2 separate regions of the Mus musculus genome follow, and region 1 is linked to region 2. A link is a contact called in public Hi-C data. All regions are on one chromosome and are shown on one strand. Each heading gives the region's core, a stretch centred on a gene start, on an enhancer-like site or on the middle of the called end of the contact. The rest is flanking DNA. Distances are from core to core; before and after follow the strand shown.

Region 1 (3,966 bases), core at 527-3,026, 38 kb before region 2:
TTTTGTATTGGCAGTGAGATTGACAAGAACATTGAATACATGTCTAACTTGAGAAGAGATAAATGGATGGTGGAAGGTAAACTCCGCAAGTAAGTTAATGTGCTGTCATGCTGGTAGTGTGAGACTCCTGGAGGCTGGTGGGCTGGAAAGATGGAATTTAAACTCTTTTGACCGGAAAGATAGTACTTAATCTGGAATAGTAAACTAACGATGGAATCTACAACTAATAAAACTTTTGTTCAGAGTCTATAGCCGACCAAAAAAAAAAAAAAGGGAATTAGATTTATTGAATTCATGCTTCAAACATAAAAGAGGTCTTTCTTTCTTCTTTTTTTTCCTCTCTGAAGGAGACCATGTTTTCCACTATTGTTGTCGCTACCATATTGCTTTTGTCTTACTAATGCCTGAGACTATCCTTTTTATTAGTGAGTTTATTAAAACTGCCTCTACAAAATCTAAGAACAATTATTCAACATTAACATTTAATTACTCTCCAGTCAGGAACCAGTACATTTATTAACTGTAAAAGGGAATCGTTCTCAAAGATTATGATGTGAGCCTATAATCCCAGCATTTGGAAAGCTGAGGCAGGAAAATCCAGAGTTTAAGACCAGCCTGGGTTACATAGCGGTACCTGTTCCCAAATGAAAACAAACAATCAGAGGCAGAGCAGTTGAGAGCCAGCAAGATGGCTCAGTGGTTGGGAGTGCTTAGTGCACTTGCAGAGGACCTGAGTTCAATTCCCAGCACCTCCATGGTGGTTTGCAGCCATTTGTAAATCCAGTTTCAGGACACCTGTGCCCTCATCTGTCCTCTGTGGGTACCAGGCACTCAACGTAGTGCCCATGCATACATTCAGGGAAAACACATAAAATGAAAACTAATCAACTGAATGTTTAAAAAGATTACAAGATGAGTTTCTTTGCAGTAATTTGAACTGGAATTTAGTCAGGCACACAGTATAGAAATCAGGAAGAATTGGGGGGCTGGAGAGATGGCTTGGTGGTTAAGAGCCCTGGCTGCTCTGCCAGAGGTCTCTGATTCGGTTCCCAGCACCTACAACGACAGCTCAAAACCGTCTGTAACTCCAGTTTCAGGGAATCTGACACCTTCACAGACAGACATTCAGGCAAAATACCAATGCAAATGAAATTCATAATAATTCATAAAAATATTAATGAATTATTGGAAAAAGAAGAAATTAGGAAGTATCATTTGAACATTGATAGAGATATTCATCTCAGCTTTCAGAGTTTTGTTGGTCTAATGTCTTCTAATTACCACAAGGTGATTCATAGAACTTTATATATTCTGTAACTTGTGGAAACATATGTCTTAATTTTTCTTATACTTTTTTTTACTGCCATTGATATATTGCTGAGTACCGTTTTTTCTTAAGACTAAGCTTATCATGTGGATGTGTCACTGCTTGTCTGTAATCCCCGCACTTAGGAGGAGAAGGCAGGAGGATCACAAATTTCTAGGCCAGCTAACCTACTAAGTAAGACTCAGTTAAGACGCCACGTCCTGGTGGGGCATGCATCTTAGTGGTTGATGACTAAGAAGCAGTGAGTTGAATCCTCAGTACCTCGGAAAGAAGGGAAACAGAAAGCATTGGCATTGACCGCATGAGAATTATGATCTTAACGGGGGCAAGAGAACCTTTTTATTCTGTGCCTTCTGATGTTTAAAGGCTTAGGATAATTCATGCTAAGAAAACAGGCAAGAGAGACGCCTCAGGGGGCATTGACCTCGGGGAAGAACAACACCCCTTGGGCACGCCCACGCCAGGACGCAAGCGGAGAAGGAAGGGAGGGGACAGTGATTATGACGATGATGACGATGATGACAGCGACGACCAAGCTGATGAGGATGAGGAAGATGAGGAAGATAAAGATGACAAAAAAGGAAAGAAGACCGATATCTGTGAAGATGAGGTAATCAATGTCAGGTTCATGTATAAGAGGGAACAGGAGGGTGCAACCTGCCGGAAAACAACACGAAATGGAAGGCCGTGGGCTTCTCATTAATTCAGTTTGTAACATTTACTTGCCCCAGTTTCTTCATCTGAAGATGATTTCCTCCTCCTCCTCTTCTTTCTCCTCCTCTCCCCCCCCCCCATCTTCCTTTGTCTTCCTCCTCCCCTCCCCCAACCAGGCTTGTCCATGCCATGCTCCCAGCCTGAAAGTACTGTTGAAGTTGTCTCTTAAATTGTTTTGTGCTAATCAAGGAACAAGTCAGTGCCATGGCTGTATATGGAAGGGCACTTGGACGGAAGGAAAGGAACTGGGTGTGCTTTGTGTGTACAGACACTGCACTCAGCAGGCGTCTGACAGTGGTCCCCTAGGCTTGTGTCACCTGATGACATTGTTGGCATCTTGCTTTGTGTCAGTCTTCCTCGTGATAGTTTGACTATCATGAAATCACTAACTGCATTTGCTCTGAGTGGATCCCTGCCGTTAGGAACACGTGACTATCATCATCCCTCCAGGCCTCCCTAGATCTGTGTAGACTGATCTTCAGATCTCTCACACACCACTGGCACACCGTGCTATGCCTGCTCACTGCTCTTGCCTTAAAGGGCTTTATCAGGCTTAGTGAAAATGATGTATATGTCCAGCATTAGTTTCAGGCAACCTTACTAAAGATGGATACATCACTGAGCCCTCACCATGAATGAAGAAGTTTGGTTGTTTGGGGTACTTTTTTTTAATATACAGAATAGATATCAAATGTTAATTGGTGTGATAGGGAAGATGTTTAGTGTGTGTAACGTGCCCATGAAGAATATTTGGAGGAACACTCCCGTGAGCATTCTGCACCCATTAGCTAAGACATATGTGCTAGGGTAGACATGAGCTGGGGGAGACAGAAAAGAGTGTCTGGGGACAGCACACCATGCTGAGCAGTGTGTTTTGGACATTGTTTCCTTGTGAAGTACAAAGTTGGAGGGGTCACGTTTGGCGGTACATAACTATTTTTTTACCTTATTCCAATTTTCTATTGATTGAATTGCTATTTTTGCTTTAGTAAATTCTCAAGCATTTGCCCTGTTTATCAAAAGACTGCTTTACACCAATATATACTAAGCATCTGTTTGAGAGTCGGGTTTTAAGGAGTTGGGGCCTATTGTCTTTTTGAAGTTTCTTTTATTCCAGTTAGAATTCATGTTACTTTTAGTTCAGACATAACAACCAGAATAACTCTGTCCCTGGACTCTGATAAGAAGTATATAAATAATAGATAATGATAAAACTTTGACAGTCTTTCCTCCTTTCCCTTCCATTCACTAGGTCTAGTCTTTTCTGATGTATATGCATAAGTGGTAGTGACTTTTGAAAAAAGTGCTTTGTATGGCAAGAAATGTCAGGGAAAGATGACCAGAGATATATCAAAAGTCAATTGACAGACACAGCCCTCACTTTTATCTTTAAGCACTACCATTAAACAAGCGCTGATCTGAGGGCACAGCTCAGGCAGCTCAATGCTGAGACACTTCTGTAGTATCCGTAAAGCCCTCAGCGCTGCAAACAAAAACGAAAAAAAATACCCTCAGAAGAGACGCCGTGCATCCTCGTTTACTACTCTATATGTAATTTATATATAATGTAGGTGTGTGGGGGATGTGGGTGGGTGTGTGTGTGCGTGTGTCTGTGGGTTTGATATGTTCGTGTATTTGGAGAATGAAACTTTCCAGCAGGTAAATAACTCTGCATTTTGTTATGTTTAGGATGAAGGTGACCAAACAGCCAGCGTTGAGGAGCTAGAAAAACAGATTGAAAAACTGAGCAAAGTAAGCACTCCAGAGCCGCGTCCACTTCTGTGTGCAGGGTTCTAAAATCCGTGTGGAAAGGGGGTCGCTTTTCTGACTGCTAAGTAAAAGCAAGCTTTCTATAAGTTACTAAACAGAAGAACTCTATACAGGTGCCCTCTTACGCCTCACAGGCTCAATGCACGTGGTCAAAG
Region 2 (4,026 bases), core at 935-3,434:
GAGGTGGCAGGTCTTCTCCTGGGTCCTGACTCTTTACTGGAACTCAGCCTGGATGGACAGATGGGGCCTCCATGCCTCCCCATGTGGTCTCAGAGCTAGGTGAGTGACCCCAGCACTGTTTGGCCTTTCACAGCCTACCAATGGAAATGATTCTTGAGGGAGTCCTAACATGCCACTTGGGTTCCAGGGGAAGCACTTGCTATGGTTTGGATCTGGAATGTACTGAAAAAGTCTATGTGTTAAAAGCTTGGGTCTTAAGCCCCTGGCACTTTTGGAAGGTGGTGGCAGCGGGAGGTCTTCAGATCAGATCGTAGAGGACACACCCGTGATTCAGGTAGTGGGATAGAGTCCCTTTCTGTTTCTTTTTCACTCCTGTCCATGAAGCTGGGACTCTGCTCTGTCATGCACCACCACCTGTACTTTGGAACTTTCTGGAGGTGGACTATTGCTGGAACATGGAGATCATGTGGCTAAATCAATGGAAGATTGATGGTGGCAATATCTACTTTGATGTTGTTGAAGCCAATGTAGAGACCAGAAGCCAAAAATATACTACGTATGCTCCCCTCCCCCGACTTTTACCATCTGGTCTCAAGGACTCAGGTGGTGCTACAGAGGAAATACCTGTCCATCTGTCCAAATTGGGGAGGAACAGAGACCTAACTCTATAATCTTTTCTTTATAAATGATTCCTATTTGGCATATTTTAGAAAGTCTTCCATATCCCAAGGTTTTAAGCAAGAGACAAGCTACCAGAGAGGGCTTGCCTCTCCCAAACTACCTGTCCCATGGGGTGAACGTGCTGCAGCAAACAACTGGTGTTTGTAGGCGGGGTCTACTAGTCCCTTGTCTAATTGCTGTGATAAAACACACAGCAAGAGCAACTTGGGGAAAGGGTGGTTCACTTTGGCTCACAGTTCCAGAGGATAAAGAGCATCGTGACAGGGAACATGGGCAGCACTGCCTGGGGAAACTGGTCACATTGCATCCAAGTCAAGAAAGAGATAAACACTGGTGCTCCTTTTTCTTCAGCCCAAGTCACCGAGTGGGATGGTACCACCACAGTTAGGGTGGACCTTTCCACCTCATTAGCCTAATCAAAAAAATCCCTCACAGCCATGTCCAGAACTTTGTTTCCATGGTGATTCTAGCTCTGGACACATTGACACTATTAACTATCACCTAGGTTTCTTTCATAGATTTCACAGATTTTACTAAGATAATAGCCAGTCAAATTGATGGAGATGTGCTGCATCCTTGCAACGGGCCTCAAAGGAAAGAAGGCGTGACAGACACACATCCACAGAATCTGGGATGACATGGTCTGGGCTCTCTCATGGAAAAGGCTGCAGAACCCTGGGAACCCAGCCTGTTTAATACATACAGTTGGACACAGAGAGGGGTTACAGTTCAACATATAGCTGAATTAAGATGGCAGGGTTTATAGTATACAGCTGAACAAGGAGACAGGCTTAGCTCATCACTAGGAGCAGTCTCTGTGGGGGACCAGTCTTCAGGCGGTAAACATCCAGGAGGACAAAGCTAGAGAGGACATTTCTGCACACCCCGTTAACGTTAGAACGTCAGACAGGAGGGGTGGCTTTTCCAGTCCCATGGCTCTAAGGCACTGGGCTCCTTGATACGGCTATGCCCATATCAAACAAAATACACATTCACCAGGGCTCCAGTCACTATGGAGATAGAAAAAGATAACACTCAAGTCTGGCAAGAATGTGGAGAGACAGGCACCACTCTACATATATCATTCAGAGTACAAACCATGCCAAGTACAAACAACCCAGAGCCACTGGGTACTTGGTATGTAACGTAAGTCTGAAAATTCTTTAGGCTCATACACCCAGTAGTTCCATTTCTATTTAGCTCTAGTTGAGGTTCAGAAGTGTGGATAGAGATCTAAGTACGAAGGAGCTTAATCTAACTTTTTTTTTTCTGTGAGCAAAAAAGTTAAACTACCATTCGGCAGTATGATATAGTCCCATTTGGACCATTAAGCAAAACAAAACCCAAAACAAACAAGAAAAAAAACCAACTTCCAGGTAAATTACCACAGCCAAAGCCCACAGGGAACCGGCCTACCGGAGCTGCCGCGGGCACGCATGCGCGGGCATGGGCGCGGGGTGGGGCTTGCGCGGCTCTCCCTGCGCCGCAGCCACGCCCACCTCAGTTAGGTAACACGTGACCCAGTGAGTCGGGCTCTGCCTAGTGAGCAGCCCAGCCCAGCAGCCCAGCTCGGGGCCCAGCCCGGGGCCGAGCCCGGGGCAGTGCAGACTTGGTGACCTCAGAACCCGGAGGTGCGTGACCTCGACCCCGGAGCCGCGCAGGGGAGGAGCCGCCCGGAGGCGGGACTCTCAGTCCGGGTGCGAGGGAAGTGAGTGTGGGCTGCACGCCAGGTGGCGTTGGGGCGGGGGCAGGACCGGGCCACCGGGTGGGCTGCGGTCACGCACACCCCACTGGCCTGCTGGCTCGCCCGGCCTCTTGTGCGCCGAGAGAGAGAGAGCGGGAGCCGGTTCGGAAAGTCTCTCGCTGCATTGGCACTCCGGGGATTTGGACCGGCTCCAGAAAGCTCCATCTGAGCTTGTTTTCCGAGAACCTGTTGGAGTGTTTCTGCTTGTTTTGTTTTGTGAGGCTATGAGAGACCTGGAGGGAAGGCTGCTGAACTTTGGGAAGAAGATGAAAATGAAAACATTTACTTATTTATTTGTAGAGATTTCCGTAAACTAGATGAAGACAAGAGATTATCCATTTTACAAGTCGAGGTCACGTCTGTTTCTTAGGGATGGTTTCAGCCGCGATTGTTACTCGTTTGTTGGTTTTCTGAGACTAGTTAGGTAGGCTTTACCTCCTTGTTTAGCTGAAGGTGATCTTGAACCCCTGATCCTCGTCCTGCCTCTGCCTCCCTAGTGTTGGTGTTACAGGCTCAGGCCAGGATGCCCGGCACTAATTTTTAATTATACTGTTTTTCCACAGTTAGATTTTTGTTTTGGAAGCTTTACTTTCTAAATCATTCCATGCTAGATTTCATATGTAACATTTAAAAGCAAACTCAACTATATTTGGAACGGAGTTTCATTTGAGCACGTTAGGTACCTAGCACTGCCTTGCATGCTGTGGTTGCAGAGATAAGCAATATGGACAGGGTGCCTACTTCTTTGTGGTCACTGGCGGTGGGAATGCACACAGGGGCTGCCGCTGCAGGAATCAGTATGAAGCATTCTCAGAAGACTGACATTCGACCTGCCTGTACAACATCTTATGTAGCCAAAGATCTAAGTCCTACCACAGAGATACATGCACTGTGTGCGGTACAAGGCTGCATACCACAAGAAATGGAACTGATCTAGATGACTGTTGCCAGTTGGATTTTTTTAAACTGATACAAATGGATTTTTAAAATCGGTACATATACACAATAGAATTTTACTTTGCCACAAAGAAAAATGAAATCATGATATTTGTGGGAAAATGTTGGAACTAGAAATGACCCTGCTAAGTGAAATAAGCCAGACTCACACAAATGCTGGTCAGCCTTGGATACCTGAACACAATGCCCCCCTCTCCCAGAATCTACCATTGGCCAATAGTTCAGAAGTAAGAAGCGGTGCCTCACGAGCCACTTCCCTGATCCCTGTCTTGACAGCGCCAACCTTGTGCGAGCTCAGCACAGTAACAAGGTTGCTGGGCATGTATGATTGCAGTGGCTATATCTAATGAGTGGGATTTCAGAGCACTTCCTCTGTCCGCTGCCTTTGAAGTCTTTTGGTTCCCTGTCTTACAGTTGTTCCTAAGCCTTAGAAGGGATGCTATAAACATCTTATTTCAGGCTGATTCCTCAGCTTTCCTTAGCCTCAGTATCTATACTGCATTCCATGAGACTCTGCATTCACCATCGATGGCAAAGAGAGGTCTCTCTGGGGCTGAGAGCAGCATTTATTTGGCTGTGCTTATAAGCACAGATACTTAGAAGGACAGTTTGACTCTTCGTCAATTAAGCTGAACAACAGTAAT

Evidence for each region. A called contact is a pair of places that touch in the nucleus more often than the background predicts.
Region 1: a Hi-C map of olfactory sensory neurons shows a contact between it and region 2, with 2.0 times the contacts expected there. The contact joins the enhancer-like site here to the promoter of Wdsub1 in region 2. A contact is called at or near these places in 1 of 39 promoter capture datasets (macrophages), 3 of 484 Hi-C or Micro-C datasets (bone marrow-derived macrophages, nephron progenitors and olfactory sensory neurons), 4 of 115 datasets of contacts at active chromatin or transcription factors (CD8 T cells, embryonic fibroblasts, embryonic stem cells and 1 more) and 4 of 9 other capture datasets (adipose tissue, embryonic stem cells, liver and 1 more).

Annotation. Positions count from the first base shown.
Region 1 is chr2:59,918,266-59,922,231 of GRCm38.p6, reverse strand. It overlaps Baz2b (bromodomain adjacent to zinc finger domain, 2B), which reads left to right. Exons shown (of 36, transcript NM_001001182.3): 23 at 15-89; 24 at 1,694-1,937; 25 at 3,731-3,793. Among named protein-coding and RNA genes, the nearest start is that of Gm52554, 38 kb to the right of the region's middle. Within about 2 kb of position 1,776, at least 2 of the 459 cell types and tissues checked have an H3K27ac peak or open chromatin away from gene starts, as enhancers often do. A contact at or near this core is called in olfactory sensory neurons, where this site is marked.
Region 2 is chr2:59,880,764-59,884,789 of GRCm38.p6, reverse strand. Wdsub1 (WD repeat, SAM and U-box domain containing 1) reads left to right here and starts at 2,184. Exons shown (of 11, transcript NM_001379396.1): 1 at 2,184-2,312. Gm52554 (a long non-coding RNA gene) reads right to left here and starts at 2,111. Exons shown (of 3, transcript XR_003954039.1): 1 at 2,098-2,111.